Linked DNA regions of Sus scrofa: regions 1 and 3 are each linked to region 2. A link is a contact called in public HiChIP or PLAC-seq data. All regions are on one chromosome and are shown on one strand. Each heading gives the region's core, a stretch centred on a gene start, on an enhancer-like site or on the middle of the called end of the contact. The rest is flanking DNA. Distances are from core to core; before and after follow the strand shown.

What was found. HiChIP or PLAC-seq counts read pairs in DNA pulled down with a chosen protein or histone mark.
Region 1: a contact with region 2 is called in an H3K27ac HiChIP or PLAC-seq map of alveolar macrophages. The contact joins two enhancer-like sites. A contact is called at or near these places in 3 of 47 Hi-C or Micro-C datasets (embryonic fibroblasts, omental adipose tissue and skeletal muscle) and 2 of 2 datasets of contacts at active chromatin or transcription factors (alveolar macrophages and skeletal muscle).
Region 3: a contact with region 2 is called in an H3K27ac HiChIP or PLAC-seq map of alveolar macrophages. The contact joins two enhancer-like sites. A contact is called at or near these places in 1 of 47 Hi-C or Micro-C datasets (retroperitoneal adipose tissue) and 1 of 2 datasets of contacts at active chromatin or transcription factors (alveolar macrophages).

The regions. Positions count from the first base shown.
Region 1 is chr13:69,299,728-69,303,926 of Sscrofa11.1, reverse strand. No RefSeq gene overlaps it. Among named protein-coding and RNA genes, the nearest start is that of TRH, 62 kb to the left of the region's middle. Within about 2 kb of position 1,561, at least 8 of the 83 cell types and tissues checked have an H3K27ac peak or open chromatin away from gene starts, as enhancers often do. A contact at or near this core is called in alveolar macrophages and omental adipose tissue, where this site is marked.
Region 2 is chr13:68,871,216-68,875,054 of Sscrofa11.1, reverse strand. It overlaps IFT122 (intraflagellar transport protein 122 homolog), which reads right to left. Exons shown (of 30, transcript XM_021069363.1): 15 at 265-405. Among named protein-coding and RNA genes, the nearest start is that of RHO, 35 kb to the left of the region's middle. Within about 2 kb of position 2,409, at least 50 of the 83 cell types and tissues checked have an H3K27ac peak or open chromatin away from gene starts, as enhancers often do. A contact at or near this core is called in alveolar macrophages, omental adipose tissue and retroperitoneal adipose tissue, where this site is marked.
Region 3 is chr13:69,171,979-69,176,452 of Sscrofa11.1, reverse strand. The region is part of intron 1 of TMCC1 (transmembrane and coiled-coil domain family 1); the gene reads left to right. Among named protein-coding and RNA genes, the nearest start is that of TMCC1, 50 kb to the left of the region's middle. Within about 2 kb of position 1,957, at least 52 of the 83 cell types and tissues checked have an H3K27ac peak or open chromatin away from gene starts, as enhancers often do. A contact at or near this core is called in alveolar macrophages and retroperitoneal adipose tissue, where this site is marked.

The DNA of each region.
Region 1 (4,199 bases), core at 312-2,811, 430 kb before region 2:
TCACAATTCCTTACTTCTGCCTAAATTTAAAAATGAGGAGGAGTTCCCATTGTGGTTCACTGGGTTAAGAACCTGATGCTGTCTCTCTGAGGATGCAGGTTCGATCCCTGGTCTCATTCAGTGTGTTAAGGACCTGGTGTTGTTGCAGGCTGTGGTATAGGTCACAGATGTGACTTGGATCCTGTGTTGCTGTGGCTATGGCGTAGGCCTGCAGCTACAGTTCCAATTCAACCCTACCCTTGGAACTTCCATATGCCACAGGTATGGCCATAAAAAGAGAAAAAAAACAAAGTTAAAATTACATGCAGTATAGAGTTCCAATTGTGGCTTAGTGGGTTAAAAACCTGACATTGAGAGGATTTGGGTTCAATCCCTGGCCTTGCTCAGTGGGTTAAGGATCTGGTGTTGGCACAAGCTGTGGTGTAGGTCACAAAGGCAGCTTGGATCCTGTGTTGCTGTGGCTGTGGTGTAGGCCGGCAGCTGTAGCTCCAATTTGACCCCTAGCCTGGGAACTTCCATATATCATGGGTGTGACCCTAAAAAAAAGAAAAAAAATTACATTCAGTAAAACACATAGATCTTAATATATTTCTATGTGCACACTCACGTGTGCAGCCACCACCCAGATCAAGATTCAAGATTTCCAATACCCAAAAAGACTGCTGTGTACCCCTCCCAAGTCAGAATGCTGGCCACCTACCCCCTCTATTCTGATCTGCCTCTATCATCATAGCTTTGTTTTGCCTGTCCTTGAACTTCATGAAATAGAATCATACAATACATGGTCTTTTGTGTCTGGTTGCTTTTTAACTCAACTTAATCTAGAAGGTACTTAATCTAGAAGGTAATATTGGCCCTGTCGCTCTTGATCTTCATCGTATTCCTGTATCAATAGCTAACATTTAGCAGGTGCCAGGTTCCAAATGCTTTTTATGTATATTTTCACTTACTTGTCATGTGTATGTGTACCTGAGAGGTAAGAACAAATCAGGGGATTGGAGCCCAGAGAGGTGAGGTCACTTGCCCAAGACACAGGTGTGCAGTGGCAGAGTTAGGACTGGAAGGCATGCACCGCTCCATCTCTAGTCATGCTTGATCTGAGAGGTTGGAGATCTCATATGCATTTTAAGGGCTGAGAAAAGCTAACCAGGTAGATCTGGGTCTTTGGAAGCTCAAATGGGATAACAAAGGAGTTCCCTTGTGGCATAGTGATTTAAGGATCTGGTGCTGTAGCTGCAGCAGCTCAGGTCAATCCCTGGCCTGGGAACTTCCACATGCCATCCATGTGGCTGAAAATAAAAAAATATGGGATAATAGAAATAAAAGTTTACTAACAAGAATAAAGGGTTGTACACATAGAAGGCAGGGTCATGACTCTTTTAATGTGAATAGAGTCACCACTTAATCATTTATTAACCCAATAAGCATTTATTGAGCACCTAAAGATAAATGGAGGGTCACTGGGCTCAGAATGACAGGGACCAAGTTCTTGCACTATGGAGCTCACAGTCCAGAGAAGAAAGCAGATGTTTAAGGGGAAGTTACACGTATGCTGGGCTAAGAAAGGGGAAGTTCATGATGATCTGGGTGTACGTTAGGAGAAACTAACCTTGTCTGTGGGGTCAAGGAAGGCCTCTCAGGAAATGAAATGAAAGGTCAGCAGAGTTAGGTATACCATGCACAGGAAACAGAAGCAAATGCTGTGAGGTGAGAGACAGAAACTAGCACAGTAATTAGAAGTGTAAAGTCACTAGCATGTGGGAGTTCCCTTTGTGGCTCAGCAATAATAACCCGACTAGTATCCACCAGGATACTGGTTCCATCCCTGGCCTCGTTCAAGTTAAGGATCTGGCATTGCTGTGAGCTGTGGTATAGGTTGCAGATGTGGCTCAGATCTGGTCTTGCTGTTGCTGTGGCATAGGCTGGCAGCTGCAGCTCCGATTTGACCCCTAGCATGGGGACTTCCTTATGCCACGGGTGAGGCCTTAAAAAAAATGTCATTGGCATGTGGCACTTTTCTGTACAACAGTTACTTGTTTTGCTTTTATGAAAATAGGCAGTTTCAGTGCTTACCTGCGCTAATACATCACGGACACTAGATGTGACAGTAGTCTATGGTCACTCTCGACCCTGAATAGTTTTTACCAAATTTTAATTTTGTGAAGCCATGTTCTGTACTGGTTACCCATATTAGTAAAGTTAAACACTTACTGACACGAGAGTATTTGGAAATGTGATAAATTATTGCTGCAAAGATTTTGCAATACTTGAGTGGAATTTAGCTGGATTTTATCAATGTAAGGTTTTTTTTTTTTTTGGTCTTTTTAGGGCCACACCCATAGCATGTGGAAGTTCCCAGGCTAGGAGTCAAATTGGAGCTATAGTTGCTGGCCTACATTACAGCCACAGCAACGCTGGATCCAAGCTGCATCTGTGGCCTATACCACAGCTCAAGGCAACTCTGGATCCTTAACTCAGTGAGCAAGGCCAGGGTCAAACTTGCATCCTCATGCATGCTAGTCAGATTCGTTTCTGCTGAGCCACAACGGGAACTCCCCAAACAATTTAAGGTGTTTAGCTCCTCTGCCTTAATTTCTTTTTTTTTTTTTTTGTCTTTTTGTCTTTTGTTGTTGTTGTTGTTGCTATTTCTTGGGCCGCTCCCGCGGCACATGGAGGTTCCCAGGCTAGGAGTTGAATCAGAGCTGTAGCCACCGGCCTACGCCAGAGCCACAGCAACGTGGGATCTGAGTCATGTCTGCAACCTACACCACAGTTCACGGCAACACCGGATCGTTAACCCACTGAGCAAGGGCAGGGACCCAACCTGCAACCTCATGGTTCCTAGTCGGATTCGTTAACCACTGCGCCACGACGGGAACTCCCTCTCTGCCTTAATTTCCATCAATATTATTGCTAATATTCCTTAGTTTCATTTGTAAATTTTTAATATTTGTTGCAGTTCATGTTCATTGTAATTTTTCAAATTATATGTCATCTGGCCCAGTGCTTCTCAAACTATAATATGTATATGCATTGCATGGGGGTTATATTAAAATGTTGGTTTAGGAGCTCCCGCTTTGGCACAACGGGATCAGTGGTGTCTTGGGAGCACTGGGACTCAGGTTCCATCACCTTCCCGCCACAGTGGGTTAAGGATCCGGCATTGCGGCAGTTGCAGCTTATGTCTTGGCTGATCCCTGGCCTGGGAGCTCCATGTGCTGTGGGGTAGCCAAAAAAGAAAAAAAAAAAAAAAAAAAAAAAAAAAAAAAAAAAAGATGGCTTAGCCTATGGTGATCTGGAGTGGGACTGAGGGTCTACGTATGTAACAAGCTCCCAGGTGACATGGATGCATCTAGTCCAGGGGCCACATTTTCTTTCTTTCTTTCTTTCTTTCCTTCTCTTTCTTTCTTTCTTTCTTTCTTTCTTTCTTTCTTTTCTTCCTTCCTTCCTTCCTTCCTTCCTTTCTTTCTTTCTTTCTTTCTTTTTTTTTTTATTTTTTAGGGCTGCACATGCAGCATATGGATGTTCCCAGGCTATGGGTCAAATCAGAGCTGCAGCTGTTGGCCTACACCATAGTCAGAGCTGCAGCTGTTGGCCTACACCATAGCCACAGCAATGCCAGATTTGAGCGGGACCCTGGCCTCACTCAGTGGGCTAGGATGGAACCCACATCCTCATGGATACTAGTTGGATTTGTTACTGCTAAGCCACAACAGGAACGCACTGAATTTGTTGTTGTTGTATACACTTTATTTGCTGTATTGTTTCATTTAAACCACTCATTTTACTTAGAGCATCATGCCAAGTCAGTACTAGGCTAATACACTTAGACATAGATATGTTTGAAAGTAGATCTTTGGCTGGTATTATGGAACCCATGTTCTTAATTAATATCAACATAAAGAGATATTTGCACACTGTTTGTAATTGAGTTTTTATTGGCATGATATTATCGACTTGACTTTCCCATCATATTTAACAGTGGCTTCAAATTTATACTCAGTGTTTTTTTTTTGTTGTTGTTGTTGTTGTTTTGGTTTCTTTTATTTATTTATTTATTTATTTATTTTTTGTCTTTTTGCTATTTCTTTGGGCCGCTCCCGTGGCATATGGAGGTTCCCAGGCTAGGGGTCGAATCGGAGCTGTAGCTGCCAGCCTATGCCAGAGCCACAGCAACGCAGGATCCGAGCCGCGTCTGC
Region 2 (3,839 bases), core at 1,160-3,659:
GGCAGCCAGAATCCATCAGAGGGCCCTTCTGTGTCAGGCTTTACAGTCATTATCACGTTAGGATGGGGACTGTCATCACCTTCATTCTACAGATGAGCAACTGCACAGTTGGGCAGTGGCTGAGCTGGGATCTCAGCCCACGTCAATCTAAATTGAGCCCACGACAGGGGGCATTTGCCTATCCACACATCACCTGGACCCCCTCTGGCCTCCTCAAGGGACCCTTCGAGGACCAAATCCCAGCTCATGCTGACTGATGCTTACCTTCTTTGCTGTCTCAAACTCCAATCCTTCTAGAGCTTCCATGGCCAGCTCACGCCAGTCAGTGTCTGTCACACCCAAGCAAGCAATCTGGTAGGCTTCCCGGAACATCTTCCTATCCAGGTACTGGTACATTGGAGCAGACTGCAGGACGGCATCCAGAAGAAAGAAAGCTGCTTTCAGAGCCACCAAAGAACTCAGATTCACGTGAGGCCTGAAGCTGGCTGTGTGCACCAACTTCATTATTTACGCTGGCAGAACAGGGCCATGGCGCCACATCAGCACACTGCTCGGCCTCAGCCTGGCCCAGCTCACATACCTTCCATTCTGCCATCTCTTTCACAGCCAAACACCACAGAGCCACCGTGTTCCACAGCATGGATTTCTACCCCTTAGGTTGGCCGTATCATAAGACCTCACCCTCTGCAAAGTACCTGCTTGGTTTTAAATGTCATCTCTTCTGGAAGTCTTCACTGACCCCTCCAGGGAAGGGGCCTGAGCCTCCCCTGTGCCTCTTGTCCTAAACCTCATGTTGTGTTTTAATTACAAGCCTATCCCCCAAGGCTGTGCACAACCTGAGGGTGGCAGCGGGTCATACTTACCTTCCTCAGCAGGCCCTCAGCCTATGATGCTGAAGGAATGAACGTCACTGTGAAGAAGGGCCCTGGAGTGGCCTCTTGCAAAGATACCGAGAAACCTCCTTACTCCAAGAAAGGCAACCCCTCCTAGGTCCTGGCACTGGGAACCTTCTTGCTATTCCTCTGGTGGGACACGGCTGCCTCACCGTGATATCTGAATGGGTCCTAAAAACTTCTCTTTTTAGGTTTACAAAGTAGTTTAGGATCAGTCTCAACAGCCCTGTGCAGTGGATATTGCTGCTCCCTGACCACTGCCTGGAGACTGAGAGGGTGACTGATCTGCCAAAGACACAGAAATGGCACATGGAAGACCTGGGGATGGACCAGGGGCGGGGGAGCGTGACCAAGTTCTGGCTCCTCCCTGCCTCCTGGGTAGGGGGTGTGTGCGTGTGTGCATGTGTCGTGTGGACACACGCACACGAGAACATGTGTGAGTTGGGCCCGGGGTCTTCATTGACCAGAGGCCCTGCCTGTTTTCAGGCAGTCAGAAGTGCTAAACAAACTGCACACCTCCTTCTGGGTTCTGGGGCAGTGGACACCAATCAGCCAGGACCTCTGATAATGGCTGCCACATGTGGAGCTGGACATGCTGTTTTCTCCATTTGGGACCTTTATCTTTGAAGTTGAAGGAAACTTGTTTCTTTTTAAGCCATTCTACCCTCTGACAGCAAGCCAGCAAAATCGCTTCTGAACGCTCACATTCTTCTCGGAGCCACCCCTACTCCTGCTTGGAGGGGGCAGCATGGGAGGAGCCAGGGAGCAGCCACAGCTTTGCTGTGTGATTTGGTGTAAGCTGATTAGCTTCTGCTGTAATGCCCTGCCCTTCTAGCTACTGGGGCAGGCACAAGTGCTCTGGAAGAGGGAAGGGGCTGGCATGTATGGGCCTGCCCCCTCCCCACTGCACCTTCCCAGCACCAGCTCCTCCCCATCTCCCGACTCCAGGAGGGCTCCCATTTCCCTTTGCTCCAGACACACTAGCTGCTTCTCTCCAGATCTTTCCGAGCTCAGATAAAATGTCGCCACCTCCTGGAAGCTTTCTCAAATTCCCCAGGCACAAAGAGCTTTCCTTTCTTAATTCCTCCAGTGAGCACCCTTTGTTCTAATTTAGTTTTTTTGTAGTGTTTGCTATTTTAAGATTGATAATAATAAGGGGAATAGGAATTGGGCCAGACAAAACCTGAAAGATCTTATATTTAGCTCCACTACACAGAAAAGTGAGGCCCAAAGAGTGAAAGGAGCTGCTCAAGGTCACAGCTGGTTTAGGCAGCAGAGTCAAAGCTCAAAGCCCATGGCAGGGATGGGACAGGCACAACAGAATCAGCATACAATTCAGGTTTGCCTGCGAGGCACAATATGAGAACAGTAGTTTTAAAAATACCCTAACCAAACAAATGCCCACTGAGCTCCACTTTATCTTACTGCTACATTCCAAGCATGAAGTCACCACGGCCCTGAGAAGCCCGAGAGGGCTTGCCGCCCTACTTGGCAGCCCTGACTAACCAATTCTTGCACAAGATGATGTAAATTTCGAAAGGAAACCAGAAATCCCCAGAGTGGGCCTGATGCTTTCTCCCTCCTCTGTAGGCCAAAACCACAGGATGGCTGGAGGCAGAGGCGACAGATAAATAGCCTTTGTCTTCAGGCTGCCTTTCCTAACCCTTGGCAATTCTGACCTGCTGCATCAGCAGGATGGCCTTGGTGCAGCCTCAGAGGTGGGGGAGGGCCCTCTGGCTCTGAAACTTAAGGGCTTGGCAAGAGGAAGCCCAGGCCACCCCTCTGGCTCCTCTTGGTCGGCCCAAGTCAGGGAGCAGCAAAGTGCATTTATCTTTGAGGCCAGAATAGCAGTCCTGGAGGAAAACTCTATCAGCATGGCCTGTTTGGCTGGATGGACAAAGGCTGGGTTTCTGGAGGCTGTAGGGCCAGTGCAGGATGCAGACCCGACTAGGACCTCGAGGAACAGTCAGTGGGGCTGCTCTCCCTGCCCCTCCTGCCCCACCCCCACCCAACTCTCTCCCTTCGTTCTCTGGCTTTCTTTTTTCTCTTTCCTGTTCCTCAGATCTGAATTCTACTATTGCTTACTGAATACCTCCTCAATACCAGGCGCTATTGATTCCTGAAGCAGTAACAAGGGTAACATCGGCTGAGAGGGAGCAGTGGACCCCAGCCCTACCCTTCACAAGGAGCAATAGCAGGGGGCGAGAGTGAAGATGAGGTATGTGAAGGGGTGCAGATTATAGGATCCCAGCTGCAAGGCAGTCGAGACAGACCTACGAATCTTTCCAAGGACATGACCGACCTCTGACCCATTAATTTCACTTCTAGGAATTTATACCAAGGACCTAAGTTGGGATAGGTACAAAGACTTAGCTAGAAAGACGCCCACTATCTACAATAGCAAAAAAGCTGTAAACAGTATGACTATCCAACTCTAAGTACTGGTTAAGTTATGGAAGATCTATATGATAAGACAAAAAGTAGTCATTAAAATCAAGTGGTATTGGGGAGTTCCCTAGTGGTCTAGTGGTTAGGATTTAGCGCTTTCACTGCTTAGGCCCAGGTTCAATCCCCAGTCTGGGAACTGAGATCCCAAATCAAGCCTCTGCATGCTATAGCCAAAGCAACAAACTAAAAAACCAATGAGGGGAGGGGGCAGGGCAGCAGGAAGGGAGGTGTGGTTATAACAAAGGGCAATCCAACACCAGGGATCTCATGAGCTGGTGGCAGTAGAACCATGCACCTACACAGGTGATAAATTTGTGCTGTAGTTTTGCAAACTGTCCCCAATGGGAATACCTGGGCAAGTTGTACTAAGGCTCTCTGTATGACTTCTTACAATTGCATGTGAATCCACAATCTCTGTATTTGAAATGCCAGAGGAGCACATGTACTGAGGAAGAGTCATGCTTCCAGCAGACTGCTGAGTGGAAAAGCCAGATTGCT
Region 3 (4,474 bases), core at 708-3,207, 300 kb before region 2:
ACATTCCCAGGATACTTTTTTTCTGTGGAGGAAAAAAATGGAGTTATTGATACTCTTACCATTAAAACCAAAACAAAACACACAGAACTCAAGTTCTCTGTTAACCTACTTTTCCACTTGGAATTAAATTTCAGTTAGTTTAAATATTAGGTTACATTGCTTACTCTGAACCTAGATATGAAGGAGTTTTCATTTTGGAGCTATTGATCTGATAATTTTTTTAGTTTTGGATTGTCACAAAAAGTTTAGTTAAATATGTTCAATCCTTTTCCATTAAAGGCTTTTGGAATAAAAGTGTTAGATATGCATTTCGGTTAGAGTGATTTTTTTTTGGCATCCTTTTATTTGTTTGAATTTGATAACTCTTTTGTACTCTTCCTAAGGTACTGTGAAATGTGTGTGTGTCATCTTTCAGGTGAATTTTATAAAATTGTGCAATGTATTTGATGATAATTGGAAACAGTAGTGTATGATATGGGCATAGTTGAGAATAACTGTTACACAAAGATGTCTTTTCAAATCATTTTTCACTTTTCTCAGCTGAAGAGAAAAAAATTAGTAACACTATGGTTTGCTTATAATAATATTTGAGGTTTTGGAAAGAAGATCCCTGCTTATCTGAGTTGGATATTAATCCATATTCACAGGATTATTTAAGAAATCAGTGGGATGGTAGATGTAAAATTCTTAAATGGGATGTAAGGTGGGATGTACTATGTACGTGGGATTTACTATGGGTTGACTGCACAGAGTAGGTTCATTTCAACCAAGGCTATATGTAGCCTAACGCATTGTCATGCTTACAGGGAATTGAGAGTCACTGGAGCAGGGAAAAATTAATGTATATCAAAGAGTTCTGCCTTGGTCAGTTGTTAAATTCATTCAGAAGTAATGAAAAATGCGGAGATAATCTTCTGGAGTGGAAAGTTTCATTAAAATGAAGCTTTATCCTCCCATTGGCTGTCTGGAAGCAGAACTAGATTGATAGGAAGAGACTGGCAAATTATAGCAAAACTTTTGTCTTTGGAACTGCTCTCTCGGTTGCTAAGTTTCATACCTCTTTACCTGCATTAATTCAGTCTAGTCTGTTCCTTCTGTTTTGTGTGTATATTTTTAAAAATACCATTGTTCTAATGAGAGAGCACAAGCACCTCATGAGACGGCTTTAAGTTCCAAGCGACGTTGAAGTCTCTCTCAGAGTATGCGTCTTTGCACCTGATATTCCCGCCCGAGGCTGTCAGCCCCTCCCTGTGAGTAAGAGGAAAGGCTTGGCCAATTACTGAGACAAAGCCGGCCGGTTGCCTGAGGCGGAGTTTCCTTCTCCGGGTGTGGAGCGGGGCTTCTTTCACAGCATTCGTCCAGTGGATTACCTGGGTGGAGGTTGATTAGGGGGTGCTGTTTTTGCCGCCGACCCCCTCCCCAGGAGGGTCGGGCGGGAGGAGTTGTTGCCGTTGCCAGTTTCTCCTGGAGGCAGATGCCTTCTGACCCCAGCGCGCTGGTCCTCCTCCCACCCAGACCAGAACATCAGGTCCATCCCCTGGAGTCTCAGGTGGCACCGCGGCGGCAATCTCGGGGAGGATTTGGTGGAAAGGGAAGGGGTGGTCCTTCTGCCCGGACCCCTCTCGGCTGACTCACAGGAAGTGGTAGCTGGGCGCTGGGCGCAGCAGCTCCAGGATTCCGCCTTCCCCGCCGGTCCTCCGCCCTCGCCCTCCACCCGGGCTTTGCTGTGTCTCGGTAGAACAATGAAGGGCTTCCAAGTTTGCCAAGACTCCCAGTCACAGTCTTTGCACTTCTGTGACAGTCTTACAAATGTTTTGCCACCGACTTTTGCCAGAAGCTGTTTTTAAAAAAGCCCTTCCCTTCGTGGATTGCTTTGTCTGAAGATAACTCAGGGTGACCATGGTTCAGCGCTTTAGCCTCAGGAGGCAGCTATCCAAGGTGGGTAGCTTGGGTAGCTTTGTGTGTGTGTTTAGGGGAAACTCTAACTAGCTTTGGCGTGGTCTTCTTTTTCTCTACAACTGTTCTGTCAAGCCTGCCTCCTCCAGTGCTAAGGAGGGGTAGAGGGAGGAAGCGCTGTCTTTTGTTCTTTCCTCAGACAGACACAAAGGTCTGAAGCTGACTGCACTGGAAACCCCAGGTTTTGTTCCCCGAAACTAGAGTTATCATCTGTGAGTCTGGAGAAAGTTGTAGTCTGCTTCTCAGATACAATTTCCAGAGGGTGTGTGTGAAAGAGAGAATAGTGGGTAAAAAGTGCATATTTAATTAACAATTCATGTAGCAGCTTTTGACCAAAATGAGAAAGCATTATTGGTCCGTGGAATCAGTGCTTTCACACAAGATTTAGTATTAAACTGGGGAAAACTACCATAAAATAGTTCAATAAGCAAGACCTGCATGAAGATGTTACTGTGTGTGGTTGTGATCAAGAAGGAGTGTGTGAAAGGCAGTAACCAGAGGCTTAGGAATCAGTTTTTACAGAATTGTGCTTAAAAAAACAGGTTTCATGTGTGCAGTTTGGGCGGGGGGGTCTTTTAATCTAAAAAAAAAAAAAAATCAAAACTTAAGAAGAAAATGAAGCTTCTTAGAAGAGGGGGCTGCTGATTTTATGAATCAGCCTTGGCAGTGGCCAGCCCTCTGTTGACCCAGTCATTGACCTCTCTTCTTAAGCGAATACAGAAACTAGTTTGGAAAGAAATGTGGTGAGTGTTGAGCTTTATTTCTAAAGCCATTCTGTTTTTTAAAAGCTCTGTTTTAAAAATGTGCAGTTGGTGGCTAAATTGTGTTACAGTTCATTCTCTGCAGACGGAAGCTTAAACAAATAGTAAATCAGTAGGCATTCTACACTTCCTTAGTTACTAGTCAGAACTGTTAAATCCTGAAATGGGTTATTAAAGGGAAACCTTTAGTTCCTTATGGGACCTCAGTGTAGAATATGTGCATTCAAGCAAAAATGAGCAAAGCTTTTGCCTCCATCCCCATGTCAAATTTCATCTTTTTTCTTGGATCTCCAAACCTAACAGGGATTTTTTTAGGAGCTCTGGAGTGAATTTCCCTTGCTTCTCTTCTCCTCATTCCAGGTGTGTGTGTATTGTGGGGGGAGTGAAGGACCTCGAATGCCTCCACATTTCTCCTAAATAATAGAATCGTTTTTGGTTCTCCTTCACGTGAACCTCTAGATCATATATTTTCAGGTATGTAGTACAACTAAAAAGCAGGAGATGGGTAGATTGTCAGGGCAGTAACATTTCTGCCTGAGTGTTTGAAACAGGTGAGAACTAAATTTCTAATTAGAAAATAACTGCAGCCTAGCTATTTCGCTGCCAGTATTTCTCTCCCAATTATTTTGTGAACTCTTAGTTCTCTTTTCACTCTCTGCTGTATGCATGATTGTGATTTATATAAAAAAACACTTAGGGAAATTGGGAGCACATCTTCTTTAAAACATGAAGAAATAGAAGGTACATTATATAAAAACAAAAAGGCAACTTCTTTAAATTTCTTTTTCTAACATCCCTTTCCACTTTAACATAGCTTCTGGGACCTAAACTGGATGGTTAGGACCAAATCTATTTTCTATCAAGTATCCTTAACATAGTAATGAATTGAAAAAATAACATTTGTCATTGTTTCAGTCTGTATGACACTGAAATATGGAGGAGAAAATGAATAGTTAAGTCAAAAAGTTTTTTTAAACTCCGTGATAGCACTGGGCCTCTATTCTGTCTTTTTGGCTAAATCCATATGCTACCTGAGAACAGAGGCCCTGTCGAACCCCAGTGTATGGTATTTCTATTGTATATGTCAAAGTGCTGTTGGTTTTTTCAGGTCAAAACAGTTGAACGGTGGCAATTTCATATAAGTTCAACTTTAGAAAGAAGTCTTTTTGCCAATAAGAAATAATCTTCCACAAGTATACATTTGTTTTAAGATGATCTCATATTTTAAAAAGCAGTTTCTCATTTTGACAAGAAGAAAATACTTATGTGATCATCTTTAAATTCTGTTGGAAATTTTCTGAAAAAAAATTTATAAATGTTTGCAGCGATTTAAAACAATTATCTGGAGATCCCCTCGTGGCTCAGGGGAAATGAATCTGGCTAGCATCCATGAGGATGCAGGTTCGATCCCTGGACTTGCTTAGTGGGTTAAGGATCCGGCGTCGCCATGAGCAGTGGTGTTGGTTACAGATGTGGCTTGGATCCCTTGTTTCTGTGGCTGTGGCATTGGTGGACAGCTACAGCTCCAATTCGACCCCTAGCCTGGAACCTCCATATGCCTTGGGTGCAGCCTTAAAAAGACAACAAACAAACAAATCCCCACCCCCCCAAAAAAACCCACTAATTATCTAATTTAGATGCTTTTTATCTGTAAGTTTCAGAGTCATGTTTACTTACACCAGATATGTCCCCTTGATTATTCAGATGGTTCCTCTGGGCTAATGGATATTGACACCTGAACTAAGTAAAAATGAGGA